Regions from separate parts of the Mus musculus genome. Here region 1 is linked to region 2. The links are chromatin contacts, called in public Hi-C maps. All regions are on one chromosome and are shown on one strand. The core of a region is the stretch at or near the end of the contact, and the rest is flanking DNA. Distances in the headings are between cores, read along the strand shown.

Region 1 (2,732 bases), core at 136-2,635, 130 kb before region 2:
ACAAAAAGCACATATTCAGACTTAAATCAGTTTGATCCAAGTTAGCTATCTCGGGAGGAGACTAAGAGTAGTTTTACTCATGCCTTGTTAAAAATCAGGCAAATTCACTGCAGTGGGCACAGGATACCCAACAAGGACACTGTCAGGGGCCGAAATCCCATGTCCAGGAAACACGACAGAACTTCTTATTTTGCATATTCTTAGGGTAGCTTTTAAGATATAAACTCATCTTCTCTTGATTATGAAAGTTATAGGTATCAAAGGCAAGGCAGGAAAAGTCCATCTTCATCTCCCCACCCCAAGGAGGAGATAATTCACTTCTTCCGGGCTCATTTATGAGACCACAGCTGCTCAACAGCAGGACTCGAGCTGCAAAAGTTCAGCGGGTTTTAGAATCAGCCCTAGTCTCAAACTGGCACACACAGCGGCTAGGATGTTTCTCTTCCTAAGCCTTAACGGTGGTAACAATGTTTCTCTTCCTACCTGTGCGCCTCCCTGCTGTGAAGGGTGAGGCAGCTCTGCAAACAGCAGCATGGGACCAGGGCACAACACACTAATGAAAAAAACTGAAATGCTGAGAGCAGGGCACAGCTGTGCCAGCACTAATATAGTAATTTACATACTGACTTAGTCAAGGGGTGAATTCACATACTTATATGTATATTTTAGAAGTATGTATATTGTATGTGTAAAAGGAATCTCAAAAAAATAAAATAGGTAAGAGCTGTCTGAAAAGCGGTGGTGGGACGGCAGCAAGGGAAGCGAAGAGGCTCCTTCCCTGTGACCACTCATTCACACTTTATAATTCAAATGTCATCATCTCAGCTACGTGAAGAATAATGCTGCATAGTGTCCTAAGGTGAGGACAAACATCAAGTGTACCCATGTTTGTCCCTAGAGAAAAGAGGAGGAGCAACGAATGGGTTTCAGGAAAGTGGAAATTACATATACCTAGGATGTGTTCATTCCCTTAAAATCACAATATAACAAATATTAATAATTATTAATGACGTGTATATGAGCAGCATAATAGTCAGTGTACAATTTTAAAATTAAATTAAATTTTGCTCAAATCAAAAACCTTGAAATAAAGACTACCTCATAGAGTCTACCACATACTCATCCTGATTGCTAGCATTAAAACAAAGACATCACTGACCCTCGGGCAGCCCCTGGCAATGTTAATGCAAGGTGAGCAAAAGGATCGGTCAGTGAGCTTCTTTTAAATCCACTGAGTATCACCTCGGGAGGCTGAGGTGTATTCGTGGATGTTAGCTTAAGAAAAATGAGCGTCTGTTCACGGAGAGAGTTGTACAACATATTCACAGCACTTTTATTAATGAGGTAGAGAAAGCCCAGATGTCTACCAATAAAATCCTGCGTAAGCAGACTGCCATATCTGTACAACAAAACACTTCTCAGAAACAAAAAGAAAGGCTGCTGATCCGTGAACCTCACTGTGTCGCGCGAGAGAAAACGCTTTCACAGCATTTCTATCCTCTGTAACCTTAGCCATAGAAGGCACTGGGTGAGAAATTCAAGTCTGCCATAGAAAACGTCGGAACCGTGGATACCTAAGAAGGGAGGTGGTGTGACGGGTGGGAACGGCTGAGTGGCCGTGAGGGGCTTCTTTCTCTAGAGGAACCATGATAGGTTACATTTTGGTAGGCACTGAGGTTACACAGGTATACGGATTTGCTGAAATGTAATTAACGCTGGCTTTAACTCATGCATTTCTTTTCATTTTGTTTTTGTTTTTGTTTTTAAAGGAAATCATTTAATTGGGGGCTCGCTTACAATGTCAGAAGGTTAGTTATATTATCATCATAGTAGGGAGTAGACATGCATGTCTCTATAGCTGTAGCTGTAGCTGAGAGTTTACATCTTGATCTTCAGGCAGCAGGCAAGAGAGAGAGAGAGAGAGAGACAGACAGACAGACAGACAGACAGACAGAGACAGAGAGAGAGAGAGAGAGACAGAGACAGAGAGAGACAGAGAGACAGAGAGACAGAAAGACAGAGAGAGACAGAGACAGAGACACACTGGGCCTGGTGTAAGCTTGTGAAACCTTAAAGGCCACTCCCAGTGACACATCTACTCCGAAGGCTGCATCTCCTCCAACAAGGCCACATTACCTAATCCTTTCCAAACAGTACATCAAGTGGGGACCAAGCACTCTTACGCATCATCCAACGGAGGGCATTTGTGTTCAAACCACCACATTCTACTCGCTGACCCCCATGCGAAGACATCCACTTCTTAAAGAGCATGAGATCTTGGGTTTGATCAGCAGACCACAAAAGGATGTACGTTCATAAACTAACTCTGTCTCAGTAAGCAGATCGTGGACATTAGTTAATAATGTGTGATGAGTGAAGCATATTGGACATTGACAATTCACCTTAAGACACTTCCAAAATAAATAAATAAATAAATAAATAAATAAATAAAGATAGACATGTGACAGACAACCACCATTAGGAGCATTTACATGATGACATGAAACTATCACACTTTTCTCTTCTTTCCTCCCTTCCATGGGTTGTTGGGAATAGCTACGACAGACTTTAATGAAGCTCCCTCTGTTGTACACAGCAGGATCTCCTCGTCAGTACACACAGGCCTATGTTATCCTCCTTAAGTTGATGGAGCTGGAGAGATGGCTCGGTGGTTAAGAGCACTGACTGCTCTTGCAGAGGACCAGGGTTCTATTCCCCACACACATAGCAAC
Region 2 (2,874 bases), core at 359-2,858:
ATGAGAAATCCACCTAAATATATGTGATGTCGCCCAACTGGCACATGCCAGTCTGCAGGCAGAGAACAAATGCCATTTCAAGTTACTAAGCTAACTGGCAGAGGCTAGAAGCACCAGGGAGACACTTGCATTGCTCCTGTCTGCTTGGGACTGAAGGGACTTTATGTGACACAGCAGTGAGTTTGAAGCAAGCGAACCAGGGTCTCACCTCAGACAAACTGTGTAAAACTGCTGTGGACTCTGATATTGAGCTCTCCAGCTCTGACGAGTACTCAGAACTTTGACCTTGATAACCCCATAAACATATTGGCGATAAGGGTGTGGCGCTCACCCATCTCCGTGAAAATTTGGTTCTTGGAGGTAAAAAAAAAAAAAAAAAAAAAAAAAAAAAACCCTGGCGATTACGGTAGTTTGTGAGTTTCTGAATTTGTATAGTTTATCTGTAGCATTAGGGTTTCATTGTGTGTGTTGGGGGTAAAGGGGTAGAGGATATTTGAAAATAGCTCCAAAGATTCTCCAGAAAATAATAATGAATAAAAGGATAAGACTGTTGTTAATTTCCAAGTACACTGGGAATCTAATTCCGTTCCCTTGCAGGTATTGCAGGTATTGAGAGCAGCATCTTCGGAGTCTACTGCAGTAGATGAAAACCTGTGATCTGTTTTTTGAGTTGTTCCTACCACTCTGCTGCTTCCTCCAGAGTTCATCACCATTATATTCTTCTTTGGTTCTGGCCTCAAGTTTGTTTATCCCATTTTACAATGAAAATTCCTGTCTTGATGAGGCTAACAAAATGTTCGCTTGAAGCTGTTAAAGAGATCAAGCGGTTTTCCACTTCTTTGCAACTTCTTTCAAGCCAGAAACTCATCAGATACATTTAACCAAGTTTGGAAGAAACAATTCCGTTCTCAACAGTACTGCTTTTGTAAAGAATTTTAGTGGGTTATAAGCCCATTAATTTGTAATAAAATATCTTAAGAAGTCTTGAGGTATATAGCTCAAAGCTAAAGGACTTGCTTAGCCTGTGGGAAACCCCGGACTGTCATAGCCTGCACCGCAAAGGAAACAGAAACGAAACCAAACAAAAACCAGTTTAGAGCATAACACCCACGCAAACAAGCAAGTATATTTAAAGATCAACGGCCGCATAGTATCTTTTGCTACTTGCGAAAGGATAGGTTTGCTTTAAAATATATCTGGGGTTTTGTTTTGCTGTGGTATGAGGAGGTCAACAGATTAGGAGGCAGCTGCCACTGGCAAGATGGTTCCTTTCTCAGGTTTCCTCAAGGAGGGGCACACGAGACCACACAGGACCCACCAGGAAGCCCAGGCCTGTCAAGGGACGAGGGGGAAGGAATGCGCAGGGGCTTTGTAGTAGGAAGGAGTGGGCAGAGCAGATGAGCTGCTGCCCAGTAGGTTTCAGACTGGATCATATGAGTACTTCTGACCCTCAGGGTATCCAGCGGCCCCAGGCTATCCAGTAGGCACAGGGATGTGGAAGCAAAGGCATATTGCCTCTTGGAGATTAAGAGCCAGATAGGGGACAGTGAAGCAATACGCTCGCTCAGGGTTGGCTCTGTGTCTGTTTCTTTTCTTGTCACGGTGACTAAATATCTGACAGCAACAATTGAGCGAAGGCAAGAGTGACATTGTTCCCGTTTCTAAGGCCTCGGTTTATGGTTGCTTGTTCTTGTGCTGTTGAACTGAACGTTCTGGCAGTGGGAGAGGATCGGGGTGGAGGAGTTCGTCCACTTCCTGGCAAGTGAAAAGCAGTGTGTAACCTCTAGAGGCACTCCCCCATCCATTTGTGTCTTCTAGGTAGGCCCTACCCAGATCCGCAAGGTCCCACCACATCCTGAGGGAGCAACTTCAATTGGCGGCTGGCTGCCGTGAATTTAGCCGAGTCTGCCATAGCTTAGGCGAGGCACGCGCTCTGAGGTCTACACTTTGCTGTGGCCAAGGATTAGCTAAGCTTGGGAAGGCAGTCACAGTGAGGTCCCGGGCACAAGAAAACCAGAATACAGAAAATAAAGCAGAGTATAGTGGTACACTCCTACCGTGCCCAGAGAAGCGGAGGCAGGAGGAGCGTCGCAAGTTTGAGGCCAGCCTGGGCTACACACCATGAGCCTCCATCAAAAACCCCACAAACCTCTTCCCCAAATGAACAAACAAATAAGTAATACACACCAGGCGTGGTGGTACAGACCGGTAATTCCAGCCACCGGGTAGAAAAGCTTGAGGAAATGAAGGTCCCCCTCAGTTATATGAGTTCAAGTTAGCCGGGCTACAAGAACCCCGTTTAGCCACTGCAGTTATGGCTACCCGAGTCAAATCAAGGCAACTGTACCAGTCATCATCACGACAGGCAGGACTAGTTGGACTCAGGGACTGTTACAACAAAAAGAGGACGAGTATCAACTGGAGAGGGAGTGGGGGAAAGGAACTGTGGGGTTTCTGAGAGCAGGGAAGAAGGAAGAAGGGGGTGTCCTGAGGGGTTAGCACGGAGGGGTTCATGCACTCAAAATGCATGGTTTACATGTAAGGAATTGTCAAGGAATAAATAAAAGATATTCCAAACAACAAAAAAGGAAGTCTGAGCAGCTGGGGCTGGAGAGATGGCTAAGCAGTTAAGAGCACTGACTGCTCTTCCAGAGGTCCTGAGTTCAATTCCCAGCAACCACATGGTAGCTCACAACCATCTGTAATGGGATCTGACACCCTCTTCTGGTGTGTCTGAAGACAGCTACAGTGTACTCATATAAATAAAATAAATAAATCTTAAAAACAATTAAAAAGAAAAGAAATTGCCCTATTTTTTTTAAAAAAAAGGAAGTCTGTTTCATAAAACAGCCAATTAATTAACTAGTTAACTAA

Evidence for each region. Hi-C and Micro-C count contacts between places; a contact is called where the count stands out from the background.
Region 1: a contact with region 2 is called in a Hi-C map of uterus, with 3 times the contacts expected there. The contact joins two enhancer-like sites. A contact is called at or near these places in 1 of 15 datasets of contacts at CTCF or cohesin (CD8 T cells), 44 of 484 Hi-C or Micro-C datasets (3T3-L1-derived adipocytes, the AML12 cell line, B cells and 27 more), 12 of 115 datasets of contacts at active chromatin or transcription factors (CD8 T cells, bone marrow-derived macrophages, embryonic stem cells and 5 more) and 2 of 9 other capture datasets (adipose tissue and liver).

What each region holds. Positions count from the first base shown.
Region 1 is chr3:123,307,059-123,309,790 of GRCm38.p6, reverse strand. All of the region lies in intron 8 of Sec24d (Sec24 related gene family, member D (S. cerevisiae)), which reads right to left. Among named protein-coding and RNA genes, the nearest start is that of Sec24d, 41 kb to the right of the region's middle. Within about 2 kb of position 1,385, at least 7 of the 459 cell types and tissues checked have an H3K27ac peak or open chromatin away from gene starts, as enhancers often do. A contact at or near this core is called in uterus, where this site is marked.
Region 2 is chr3:123,172,720-123,175,593 of GRCm38.p6, reverse strand. All of the region lies in intron 1 of Synpo2 (synaptopodin 2), which reads left to right. Among named protein-coding and RNA genes, the nearest start is that of Synpo2, 62 kb to the left of the region's middle. Within about 2 kb of position 1,608, at least 66 of the 459 cell types and tissues checked have an H3K27ac peak or open chromatin away from gene starts, as enhancers often do. A contact at or near this core is called in uterus, where this site is marked.